3 separate regions of the Mus musculus genome follow, and regions 1 and 2 are each linked to region 3. The links are chromatin contacts, called in public Hi-C and promoter capture Hi-C maps. All regions are on one chromosome and are shown on one strand. Each heading gives the region's core, a stretch centred on a gene start, on an enhancer-like site or on the middle of the called end of the contact. The rest is flanking DNA. Distances are from core to core; before and after follow the strand shown. Region 1 overlaps Cat (catalase). Region 2 overlaps Abtb2 (ankyrin repeat and BTB (POZ) domain containing 2). Region 3 has its middle 35 kb from the start of 4930547E08Rik.

What was found. Promoter capture Hi-C pulls out the DNA fragments that hold promoters and counts their contacts. A called contact is a pair of places that touch in the nucleus more often than the background predicts.
Region 1: a Hi-C map of liver shows a contact between it and region 3, with 1.7 times the contacts expected there. The contact joins two enhancer-like sites. A contact is called at or near these places in 8 of 39 promoter capture datasets (the C10 cell line, the HPC-7 cell line, cranial neural crest and 5 more), 4 of 484 Hi-C or Micro-C datasets (Sertoli cells, embryonic stem cells, group 2 innate lymphoid cells and 1 more) and 5 of 115 datasets of contacts at active chromatin or transcription factors (bone marrow-derived dendritic cells, embryonic stem cells and large pre-B cells).
Region 2: a promoter capture Hi-C map of liver shows a contact between it and region 3. The contact joins two enhancer-like sites. A contact is called at or near these places in 7 of 39 promoter capture datasets (the C10 cell line, the HPC-7 cell line, HPC-7-derived erythroid cells and 4 more) and 3 of 484 Hi-C or Micro-C datasets (the HPC-7 cell line, bone marrow-derived macrophages and liver).

What each region holds. Positions count from the first base shown.
Region 1 is chr2:103,478,510-103,482,488 of GRCm38.p6, reverse strand. The region is part of intron 1 of Cat (catalase); the gene reads left to right. Among named protein-coding and RNA genes, the nearest start is that of Cat, 4.7 kb to the left of the region's middle. Within about 2 kb of position 2,043, at least 40 of the 459 cell types and tissues checked have an H3K27ac peak or open chromatin away from gene starts, as enhancers often do. A contact at or near this core is called in liver, where this site is marked.
Region 2 is chr2:103,581,744-103,585,769 of GRCm38.p6, reverse strand. All of the region lies in intron 1 of Abtb2 (ankyrin repeat and BTB (POZ) domain containing 2), which reads right to left. 8030431J09Rik (a long non-coding RNA gene) reads right to left here. Exons shown (of 2, transcript XR_866592.2): 1 at 1-4,026. Among named protein-coding and RNA genes, the nearest start is that of 8030431J09Rik, 12 kb to the right of the region's middle. Within about 2 kb of position 2,284, at least 79 of the 459 cell types and tissues checked have an H3K27ac peak or open chromatin away from gene starts, as enhancers often do. A contact at or near this core is called in liver, where this site is marked.
Region 3 is chr2:103,843,466-103,847,307 of GRCm38.p6, reverse strand. No RefSeq gene overlaps it. Among named protein-coding and RNA genes, the nearest start is that of 4930547E08Rik, 35 kb to the right of the region's middle. Within about 2 kb of position 1,692, at least 3 of the 459 cell types and tissues checked have an H3K27ac peak or open chromatin away from gene starts, as enhancers often do. A contact at or near this core is called in liver, where this site is marked.

The DNA.
Region 1 (3,979 bases), core at 794-3,293, 370 kb after region 3:
CAGATCCCATTACAGATGGTTGTGACCCACCACATGGTTGCTGGTCATTGAACTCAGGACCTCTGGAAAAGTAGCCATCTCTCCAGCCTGATATGAGAATTCTTCTATACCAGCCATTTTATGTACCCACACTTCAATATTTCCTAGCTGGATATGCTGGCACACACCTGTGATTCCAGTCCTAAGGGTGAGGCAGGGGGATCACTAATTTGAAGTCAGCCTGAGTTTCATGGCATGAAATCCATGTCCTAATAAATAAGACAAAACCTCAAACTACTAGGATTATAGGATTTACTGGGTTATAGGGCCAGTGTCTGTTTTAGGAGCAAACTGCACAGCCATCTTCCAGAGAGGTTGTACCATTTTACACGTCCGTCAACAACATGGGCGTTCTGGGTGCTTTGCTTCCCGTCAGTGTTTGGTCTTGCCAGACCTTCAGTCAGTCCTTGACCTCTGTGGTTTTAATTTGCTTTGCAGTCATGGACTGGAGATGTTGAGTATCCTCTCGGATGTCTGCCGAGTATCAGCTCCAGTGTAACCTGTTGGTGTCTCTTTCATCCTTTTACAACTTGCACCGTTTGTCTTTTCACCCTTGATTTGGCCCTCGTTTTAAGTTCTGTCTTGTGCAGGTTAATTGCTATAGTCACGGTGTTCAACATACAAAATAGCAGAAACACATCAGAAATTTCTTCCTTTTTTGTATGGTTCAGAGTGGTTTGAGGTTGAAGGAAACAGGGATGTTTTATTCCTTATAGTAACTGAGGGCCTCCGCTGAAGGACACACAAGGTTCTAACTGGAGAGATGGCTCAGGAGATAAGAGCACTTGCTTCTCTGGCACAGGACCTGGGTTACCAGCACCCAATGGTCTGAAACTCTAGTTACAGGGATCTGACACTTGCTTCTGGCCTCTGTGGACACTGTACCCTCATAGTGCTTATCCATGCATGCTGACAAGACAGTAACACACACATAAAAATAAGTATAAGTAAGTGACAACCCCCACTAAGGTACTTGAGGCATCAGTAGTCAGCCACAAAAATGTGACGTGTATGGAGAAGGGTGTTTGGGAAGATTTGGGATCAGGTTCACTTCTGTTCAAGTTTCCTTAGCTGGACCTCTGTTATGGGCTAAGTATAGGGGAATCTGGGAACTGTGGTCTATCTCTGTGTCTAGGAAGTCACATTATTATGCTGTCTAAGGTACAGATTTCATATTTCATGGAAAGCTATCCGTGTATTTTTATGAGTCAACAGAAACAACCTCTTTTTAAAGACTTAGTTATATTGTTCTGACATTCCAATATCTTAAAAAAAAAAAAACCAAACAAACTTGTACTGGAGCTGTAAATGTAGGAAATGCCAGCATTCTGTTGTTATCTCCTCTTCTAAGAACCAGATGCCCAGCGCCAAGTTGGATGGATCCTTCTTTGGCATCCGAACCAGAGTATTGATCACTGTGAGAGCAATTTACAAAATGGAGTCTTCTTGTGGGCAGATGTTGCTGACAACTGAACTGGGAGCTTTGTGAATATTGAATATTGAGCACCGAATCCAGTGTCTTCATGGGCTTGACTTAGACCCACCTAAAAAACCCCTCCAAAAATATATTAAAGAGAGCATTCTGCAGGTATCCTCAGAAGTTTGCATGGAACTGAAATAGGAGTTTTGTCACCCACTGCTCAGACCACATGGGCTCTTTCTTTGCGAGTCCGAGGTTTAATAATAAGCCACCTCTGCCCACTGGAGAATGTGAACATGAGAGTCCTGACTCTATTCTGTCCCCTTGTTATGGGCTCTTAGCCTGCCTGTCTTGCCAGTGAGTTTTCTATAAGAGCGTGTACGTTTCTGAGGTTAACCCTGATAACCAGCACGCTGACGCCCAGTGCCAGTGTGAGGGCCAGGAGAGGAATGGCCATGCTGACGCCCAGTGCCAGTGTGAGGGCCGGGAGAGGAATGGCCATGCTGACGCCCAGTGCCAGTGTGAGGGCCAGGAGAGGAATGGCGAGGGAGAAGTTGAATGAACCTGGATGAGCTCTCTTGTCTCATGCAAGCAGGAGCAGAACTGCTAAGTCATGGTGTGTCAGCAGGAGAGACATGGCTAGGGAGTCACATTATTCTAAGTCGTTGTCTTAGCCAAGGTCTAGGCTATTCTGTGTTTTCTCTCCAGCTTAGAAAGCAGGAGATAATTCACAGTTATCATTTTTGTTATTAGTTTCCTTTTTTAAACGTACCCCAATCCTGCAACTTCTAATAAAACAGCAAAGGCATCTTTTTCATCTGTAGATGTCCTGCCTTTCTTCAGCTCTTCAGCCTTTCTCTCCAGAGTCTCCCTCTGTTCTCTGTCTTTTGAGAACTGGTACTAGACCAGTCACGGTGCTAACAACATTTTGATCTGGTTTCAAGAGAGAAAACACTTTTTTTGCGGTTGCTGTTTTGTGCTCTTGATAAGTTTGTTCTTTGTACAGGATTATTCTAAACGTTTGTAATCATTGAAAACTAGCGCCATGTATGTTTTGGTTATGAAGCAGTAAGAGTGAATACTTGAGCTCTACTAGCAACCACTGTGGCCTGTTTACTCACATGCAAATAGGAGAGTCTAGCCTTGCTTGACAAAACTCTCTCATGTGTGTAACTGAGGGACGTTATTCAGTCTGTCCTTGGAGCCCTGGCTTGGCGAGAGTATAACCTGACATTTATAATTTTTCTACAGAGAAAAAACTTTTTCTTGGAATTAACAATGATCCGTTGGTTCTCTTAGAACCCCTTGCCATTTCCTTCAGCCCTGGGCCCTTCTGATCTTCGTGTAGTTAGCACCACGGGTCTGCAGTTCTTTGCTAGCTTGTCAGCCACTTTGGAGTTGTGCCGTGACTCCATGTGGTCTTAGTGTGAGGCCTATGGTAGTATCAGAATCAAAATGGAGCTGCTTGTGTCAAACTTAGTAATGGCAACCAAAAATCCTAACAAAGCCCAGCCTCACGCTGCATGTTTTCCAGTTGTGGGTCCCTGTGATCTGTTGCTAGAAACAGCGTCTCTCATGAAGTCTCAGTGATGTACTGATCTGGTCCGAGCCAAGTGTGGTGGCTGTGGGGTTCTTGGTAGAGAGCGGGTTTCCAGTCCCTTTTGCTTTGGTTTTCCATATTGAAAATAGGAAGAAGTTCTTTAAAGTATTATTTATTTGTTTGCTTGTTTGTTTGTTTATTTATATATTTATTTAATTTATTTATATGTGTGTGAAAGTCAGAGGTCAACTTTCAGGAGTCTCTCCTTCCACCTCTGGGTCCTAGGGAATGAACACAGTTGTCAGACTTGGCAGCAGTGTCTTTACCCACTGAGCTATTTGGTGCCTTGGAAATAGTGTGATAGCGGAAGTGTTTCGGGAGAGGCATGGTGGACAGCTAGCTACTGGCCAGATGTCAACATGGTAAGAATCACTACAAATGCTACCTTCTCAGAATTAGCTCTTAAAATTGTCCAGAAATATGTCTTATAACAAGTTCATTCTAAAGAATGTCTGTTTCTGGAGCTGGTGCAGTGGGTCATCCAGCCTGACAGTTTGTTTCCTAGGATCCTCATGGTAGAAGGAGGAAACTGAATCCTGCAAGTTGTCTTCTGCCACGCGAGTGAGCAAGTGTGTGTGTGTGTGTACAAATAGGAAAAGGACTTAGGTAACATCACTTTTAAAAAATTTTTAAAAATTGTTTTTAAAGTGATGTTTTGCTAAGTTAAAATTATAATAACAACATTGTAACAACAGTTACAAGTTTGAGGGCATCCTACTGGATATTCATCCTCTGTCTAAAGTTACCTAAGGGCCAGAGAGACGGCTCAGTGGGTAAAGCATTTGTCATGAGGACCAGGGTTAAGATCCTCAGCATGGATGTAAAAGCTGGGCAGGTAAGGCAGCTATCTGTAATCACAGGAGGCAGAGATGGGCTCCCTGGGGCAAGCTGGCTAGCTACACTTGTTGATCAGTGAGATC
Region 2 (4,026 bases), core at 1,035-3,534, 260 kb after region 3:
TAAAGTGTTTGTCAGCCATACATAAGACACTGATTCTGGTCCTCGGGGCAGAAGAAAAAATAAACAAAGCAGAGGAACCTGCCCAGAATTGCACAAAGAAAGGGACCTAAACTGGACTAGCAAAGCCCAGACCTCTCCCTTAATGCTCATGGTGTATATGAGATATACATGGGCATATATCAGCACTGGGCCTACTCTACCACCATAATGGCTAATATCCTGGGTACTTATAGGCCAAGATTATATCAAATATATTTTGAAAGTACTATTCAATTCCTGTAACTATCCTCCAAAGTCAGTAGTAGTGGCTCTGTCTTACAGTGTAGACTGGGTAGTAGTGTAATTAAGCAGTTACTCATTAAGCAAGAAATAGGCCCAGAATCTGAATGCAGGCAATCAGTTTACATAGTCCCACCCTTCAGCCCTTTAGAGGATGCTCCTCTGAGTGTGTCAATTATCAGACTGAGACACATACCAACTAAAAACGGGCCTGTGTTTATGCCCCAGGTGATGATGGTAGCATTCTCAGAACCTGACCCATACATACACTAGGCCCATCTAGCAAGTATATCTGTGTGTAGGGGGTGAGTAGGGGAGGGAGCAGGAGTAAGAAAGAAGGACAGCAGATCAAAACATGAACAACTCACTGAAAAAGAGCAAACCAGTTTTAGCTGGGTCTGGAGGCAATTGAAATAGGAGACTAGAAGGGAATTAGCAATGCCTTGAGGAGAGAAAGCACAAAACATACTTTGTGGAAAACTCTGACATTTCTTTTACAGGACAGGAATTATTTGACCTATTCTAAGTAGCCTGCTGGGTTTTTTTTTTCATTTTTATTTACTTAGTATTTGTGTGTATACGTATGCATGCACCTGTGTCAAGGCACGTGAGTGCAGGTCAGGGAATAACCTACAAGAGTTGGTTCTCTCCTTTTACCATGCAGGGTCTCAGGGGCTGCATCAGATCATCAGGTTTAGCAGATGTCTTTACAGGCTGAGCTGTCTCAGCCGCCCTGTGTACTGACTTTGATTCAAGCCTTCAGGATAGAAAGTAGAGCTTGAAGTCTGGTGGAAATAAAACTCAAATGGTTCTTTCACCTGCTTATGAGTGAGTGACCTTGGACTACCCACTTTAACTGTACCTAGCCCTCATATTTTCATCTATGAAACACGATTAGTAACAGGCTCTTTAGCTCATAGTCTACAATGAGGATTCCACGAGACAATCAACAAAAATCATTGGAATCTTTCTCATCTCCCAGAAGGCACTGGACAGATATGACCATCCACTCATTGGGTGTGGCTGAGTGAACCCCACAAGACTGCTGACTTCTATTCTTTTTTCCAAAGCACTCCAAGCTCCTCCTTGAGTAGGTCTGATCATAGCCTCCATTCATTACTCAGGAGAGAAGAAGACACAGGCTAGCCTCAGATACTACCTCTAATCAGTCTCTCTCAGCCTAGACTTTGCCAGACTGATATACACTTAGAGGTTCCTGGCACAGAACCCCACTGATAACCAGTAAAGCCAGACAGTCTTCCATTTGCCTACTCATCACAACCACCTGAGGAACACTGAAGAATACTGTCTAAACTTAAAATGCATGAAATTAGAAGGGGGGATATAGGAGGTACCAATGGGACAGGGAAGGAAACAAGAGATGGTAAGGGGGTGAACATGGTTATATATGGCAAGTACCCTACAAATATGTGAAAATGCCATGGTGAAACACAGTGCTTTGTAGAAATACTACACACAGAAAATGTGAACAGAAAATACAGTCACTACCAGGCATTAAAAAGAGTTAGTCTTGAAGGTAAAAATTGTCACCCAGATAACTCAGACCCAATTTTGGAGGTTTAAAATAAATATAGCCAGTTAAGTACCATTTTTAAGTGCCCCAAGAATGTTCCAGCAATCAGCCAGTCATATGGATGGTCAAGTTAGAGGTCTCTTGTATTTTTGGAAAGAGGAAGATACGTATGGGCTCAAATCAACACATACACATATTCTCTCCCTCTCTCTCCCTCTCCCTCCCTCTCTCTCCCTCTCCCTCTCCCTCTCTCTCCCCCTCCCCCCCCCCTCTCTCTCTCTCTCTCTCTCTCTCCCCCCTATGAAGAATAGAGACTGTGCTGACAGTGGACCTCAACACAGGTCACAGCCAAAACAACTGGCAAGAAGAATCAGCGTTGTCCTTTAACCAACCAGGAGTGATTTGTAGGGCTCCAGGGAAGCCACATAGGACAACAGCTTGTCAGCATTGGTCATGTTTCACAAACGGTGACAACAGAGTGATGCAATATCCTGGCTTTGTGTCCTTCCTTTTCTTAGAAGTTCTCTTTGTGAATGGTTCCTCCCTCTAGTGCCAGGCATAGAAAGAGAGGAGAGGCAGAGTGGCAGCTGGATTCCTCCAATTTAGATATATGCCTTGTAATAAGTTTGATTAAGACGCCTGTATAGCCTGCACATAGTTCCAAGTTATTTGGAGTTCACCCCAAGTGTCAGATTTGGCACATCTAACTGTGGACAAATGAGTGGCAACTGCATAAACACATGGCTGTTCCACACCACAAATGAATCCTATAGAAAGAAGCCAGCTCTGATTACACTGCACGGCTGGGCAGTGCTGCTCACACAGCCTAACACAGCAGGAGGAAAGCAGGCTGGTGGTCACCTGTGAGCGTCTGGAATGACAACTCTCTGCCATCCAGGGAGAGAAGGGCGAAGAGGAAAAAGAGCACATGGGAGCTCATGTTATGCACATGTAATTTACATATGGCTTTGCGTGCTAGCTCCCCTCCAGATCATGTCTGTGATTTAAACACTAGATCAGCAAATAGAAAGTACAAACAGTCCATGGCAGAGTAATAATCCCCAATGTCATTTCTGGGGAGCACAAAGGAGGAAGGTGGGGACTGCAGCTCACTGCTGCTAGTACTGTGCCAGTTCCATCAGAGGACGTGAGACTGGACTAGGAGACTTTATTGTGTCCCATCTCACTGAGTCCTTAAAAGCACTCCACCAGGTAGCTTCTCTGGATTATTCCCTTTTTACAGATGGGAGAACTGAAGTACAGAAAGGTTAAATCATCAGCTATGTTATCTAGGTAAGAGTGAATGGTCATGGGTGGAACCCAGGCCCCAAGTGTGAACAGATACTTTGCTCTCTCTACAGCTCAAGAGAAACCTCTCTTGATTCCAAAGATGTTCCTTCCAAATTTCCCCTCTGCCAAGAGCCCAACAAGAGCTCTTTTTGTCTCACTTCTCACAGCTCAGAAGATGCACAGGGCATGGGAGACACTCAAAACCTTCAACTCTGGGATAGTTTCAAGAGTTTCTGATGATTACCCGCTGTCTTGGTGGTAGCTTCCCAGGTAGTGCTGACAGGCTGGCTTTGGGCAAGAGGCCCTCAAAAAGAACACACCCAGAGCATGAAAGGAACAGACAGTTCCACAGAGAAAGTGAACTCTGCATTGTCTGATGTGACCGGGAAGTCATTCAATAAACCAGAGAGGATAGCCCAGAATCTGAAAGAAGCAGAGCCTAAATCTGAGGACACACGTCCTGGTGAAGGGAGCAGCAATAGTATCAACTCCATTTATTTAGAGTGTTTAAGGGTTACTTGCAAACGACTACCTTTGACTGAATAAAGTGCCTTCACGGATACCCTGGCCTCCATTGAGGGAATGTGTCACAAGCTTTGTCAACACTGTGTAACAGGCATTGTTTTATGCACATTTATCCATTTTGTTTAACCCTCGTGGAATCCCCATGAGGTATTTCTAAAACCATTTCACTGACAAGGGAACTTTTTCAGAGAAGTTAAGTGACTTGCCCTAGGCTACACAGCTTTGAAACCATAAAATACAACCTTGTGTGAGGGGTCCAAAGGTTAGAGCCACAAAAATCAATGCCCTTAATCTCTCCTTCCATGAATCTTCCTACTTCTGCAAACAGAGGGGTCTCTGAGAAGCTGGGGAGTAGTTAAGATGTTTAGACCCGTGAAAACCCAGAAAGCTGGCCCAAG
Region 3 (3,842 bases), core at 443-2,942:
CAGTATGATCAAATATCATGCAACAGTCTATAGTCCTTGAAAGTGATTACCACAAAATGTTCCAGACAGACTTGTGAGAGAGCATAGGCATCCTATTTTTAAAACAGTATCAACTGTGTTTCTTGCAGAACTCCACAACAAATTTAAGGAGTGAGATTTGTCCTTCTCGCTGGTTCAGAGGGGCAGGGTGGAGGAGGATGACCTGGTACAAATAGCTTGCAACACACTTTTAGCCTTTGAACCACTTGATTACAAATTTCAACCCACTTTAAATCAATACAGAGTGATACCAAAGCCAACCTGGCCTCAGATCCACTTACAATGTTGTGAGGTTTACTTGTTTGTATCCTTGGCTGGCCTGGAGCTTGCTATGACAACCAGGCTACCCTTAAGCTCAGAGAGATCCACTTGCCTCTGCCTCCTACATTCTGGAATCAAGGCCAGCAGACCTTTATTGGCTGTATCCAATAAAGAATCTCTGTATACCCTGACTGTCCTGGAACTCACTCTGTAGACCAGGCTGGCCTGGAACTCAGAGACCTGCCTGCCTCTGCCTCCTGAGTGCTGGGATTAAAGGTGTGTGCCACCATGTTTTTAAAGTGAGGAGGGGAAGAGAAGTTGATGGTTGCTGTGTTCCATTTACTACAGAGTTGCTTTTTAGCATCAGCAGAAGGCCACATGGTTTCCCCGGAGCTTTTGAACTACATATTTCCCTCTCTCATCTCTTACCTGCTTGGTGTAGTCTGTGCTATTTTCCCTACTGGTCCTCCCTTTGCATGAGGAGGCAATGACCGCTGGTGCAGGAGTGTTTGTTTAGCCGAGCCACCCCACCATCATTCCATCCTCCAATGTACCCTTTGTTCCCCACCTGAGAACTGGGCTTGCTTTCAGGATCAGAGATGGCACTTTGATACTCTTCGCCTCCAGTGGGCCTTGTTAGTTTTCTTAGGATACCAATAGGTGGTGGAAGCTACCCACAAACTACTTCCCTTGGGAGCTCAGCCTTATTAGTGAGAGACATGATTGGAAGGCTGAAGCAGCAGGCTAGAAATCTATATGCTTTCAGTCCCAACCTTAGCCATAAAACCAGCCCAAATCAAAGACCACACAGGCAGGCAGACAATGTGGGCTGAAATTTCAAATATGAAACCTCAAGGATGACATCATCCATTTACTGCAACTTACTCAAATGCTTCTAAAAAAGGGAATGTAATAAACAGGTGAGAGTCCTGTGAGAAACACATCCAAGTCTATACAGAGCACTCAATCTCCATGCAGACCAGGACTCTCGCCCAGCCTCTGCAGCTGCCCTTATCAAATGCCCCTTCCCCAGACTCAGCTATGCACAGACCAAAGGACAGCAGGAGCTACAGCAATTCTGCAGGAAATGTACCTGCATATTGCATCTTCAGGAGCCTGCATAGCAATCTAACAGGGAGTAGGACCCTGCCCTGGGGGCAGGAACCCACCCCCACCCCCATAGGGCACTGGCCGCCATTGGTGCTCCCAACCTGTCAGTCAAGAGCCAACAGTATCAGCAAAAGGCTATCAGCCTTCAGGAAGTGTCCAAGCACTCGACTAACACAGTACACAAAGAGTTAATGTTCAGGACACAACAGACGTAAGAGCAAAACCAGCTGACTATTGAGGGAGGCTTTGAGGATACACCGCTCTTTGTGGCTCAAAGTTGTTTATAAATTAGAAATAATAGTGTCAGGGAGAGCCTGGACATGGTGGCCCACATCTTTGATCCCACCGCTGGGATCTTTGAGTTTGAGGCCAGCCAGGTCTACAGAGTGAGTTCCAAGACAGCCAGGGTTACATAGAGCAACCCTGTCTCAAAAACAAACAAACAAAACCACCACTGCAACAAAGTGATAATACTAAGCAACAAATACTTGAGAAAAGGTGATTGCAGTTGAAGAGTTTTAAGGCCTTTATTATGCTTTAAGGAAGATAATGCTGTTTGCTAACATTAAATTTGGTTAAGACAGACACTATTGCATAGGCCAGCAAGATTTTGCTGAAAGGACCCTGATATAGCTGTCTCTCTGTCTGTCTGTCTGTCTCTCTCTCTCTCTCTCTCTCTCTCTTATTTTGGTTTTTTGAGACAGGGTTTCTCTGTGTAGCCCTGGCTGTCCTAGAACTCACTCTGTAGTCCAGGCTGGCCTCGAACTCAGAAATTCGCCTGCCTCTGCCTCCCAAGTGCTGGGATTAAAGGCATGGGCCACCACCACCCAGCGATATAGCTGTCTCTTGTGAGGCTATGCCAGTGCCTGGCAAACACAGAAGTGGATGCTCACAGTCAGCTATTGGATGGAACACAGGGCCCCCAATGGAGGAGCTAGAGAAAGCACCCAAGCAGCTAAAGGGATCTGCAACCCTATAGGTGGAACAATATGCACTAACCAGTACCCCCAGAGCTCGTGTCTCTAGCTGCATATGTAGCAGAAGATGGCCTAGTCGGCCATTATTGGGCAGAGAGGCCCCTTGGTCTTACAAACTTTATATGCCCCAGTACAGGGGAACACCAGGGCCAAGAAGTGGGAGTGGGTGGGTAGGGGAGCAGTAGTGGGGAGGGTATAGGGGATAGCATTTGAAATGTAAATGAAGAAAATACCTAATAAAAAATTGGAAAAAATTGGTTAAGAAACTTGCACATTTATGAAGTAGCCAATGTAAGAGTAAAGATGGAATATAGTCTGGATATAGTTATCTATGTTTATAATCCCAAATCCCAGCACTCAGGGGCCTGGGTCCAAAGGATCTTGGTTTGAAGCCATCTTAGGCTCATATAGACAAGCTTGGGCAAGACAGCAAGATTCTAGCAATAAAAAACAAATTTTTGGGTAAGATAGATTAGTGGCTATCTATGTGAAAGCCAGTAAAGAAGAGAGTCAGAATTTAAAAACAAACAAACAAAACAATACAAAACAAAACAAAACAAAGCAAAGAAAAAAAACAACTTATTTCAAAGAGGGTAACAGAGGAAAACTCAAATTTTTCACACAGGCTGGAGATTTGGCTGGTAAAGTGTTTGCCTATCATGCCCAAAGTCCTAGGTTCAATCCCTAGTGCCCCAGATAACGGGCATGCTGTTGCATGTCTGTGACCCCAGTACTTGGGAGAGAGATTAGAAAAAGAAATGGAAAACTTCAGTGGGATTTACAGATCAATGAAGAAATTATATTGGCAAGCTAAAACTCTTATCTTATACAAAACAGTGAGAAAAAGGTCATGGGTAGGGCTGCACACCCTTAATATCAACACTCTGGAGGAGGAGGGCAGCGGATCGCTACAAGTCCAAGGCCAACCTGGCCTACTTATCAAGCTCCAGGACAGCAAATGCTACAAACTGAGACCCTGTCTCCAAAAAGAAGAGGAAGAGAAAGAGTGGAAGGGAGAAGGAGAAGGGGAGGGGGAGTAAGGATAGGAGAGATGGTTCAACAGTTAAGAGCACTGGCTGCTCTTCCAGGGGACCCAGGTTCAATTCCCAGCACCTACATTGCAGCTCACAGCTGTCTGTGACTCCTGTTCCAGGGGATCTGACACCCTCACACAGATATACGTGCAGGCAAACCCACCAGTGGACATAAAAATAAATTATTTTTAAAAATAAGAAAGGACTCTTCAGGCTTGGGCATGGGCTTCGACCAAGAAGATCGGGATCATCAGGAAATACGGGACCCGTTATGGTGCTTCCCTCCAGAAAATGGTGAAGAAAATTGAAATCAGCCAGCAAGCCAAGTACACTTGTTCCTTCTGCAGCAAGACGAAGATGAAGAGACAGACGAGCCGTCAGCATCTGGCACTGTGGTTCCTGCATGAAAACAGTGGCCGCT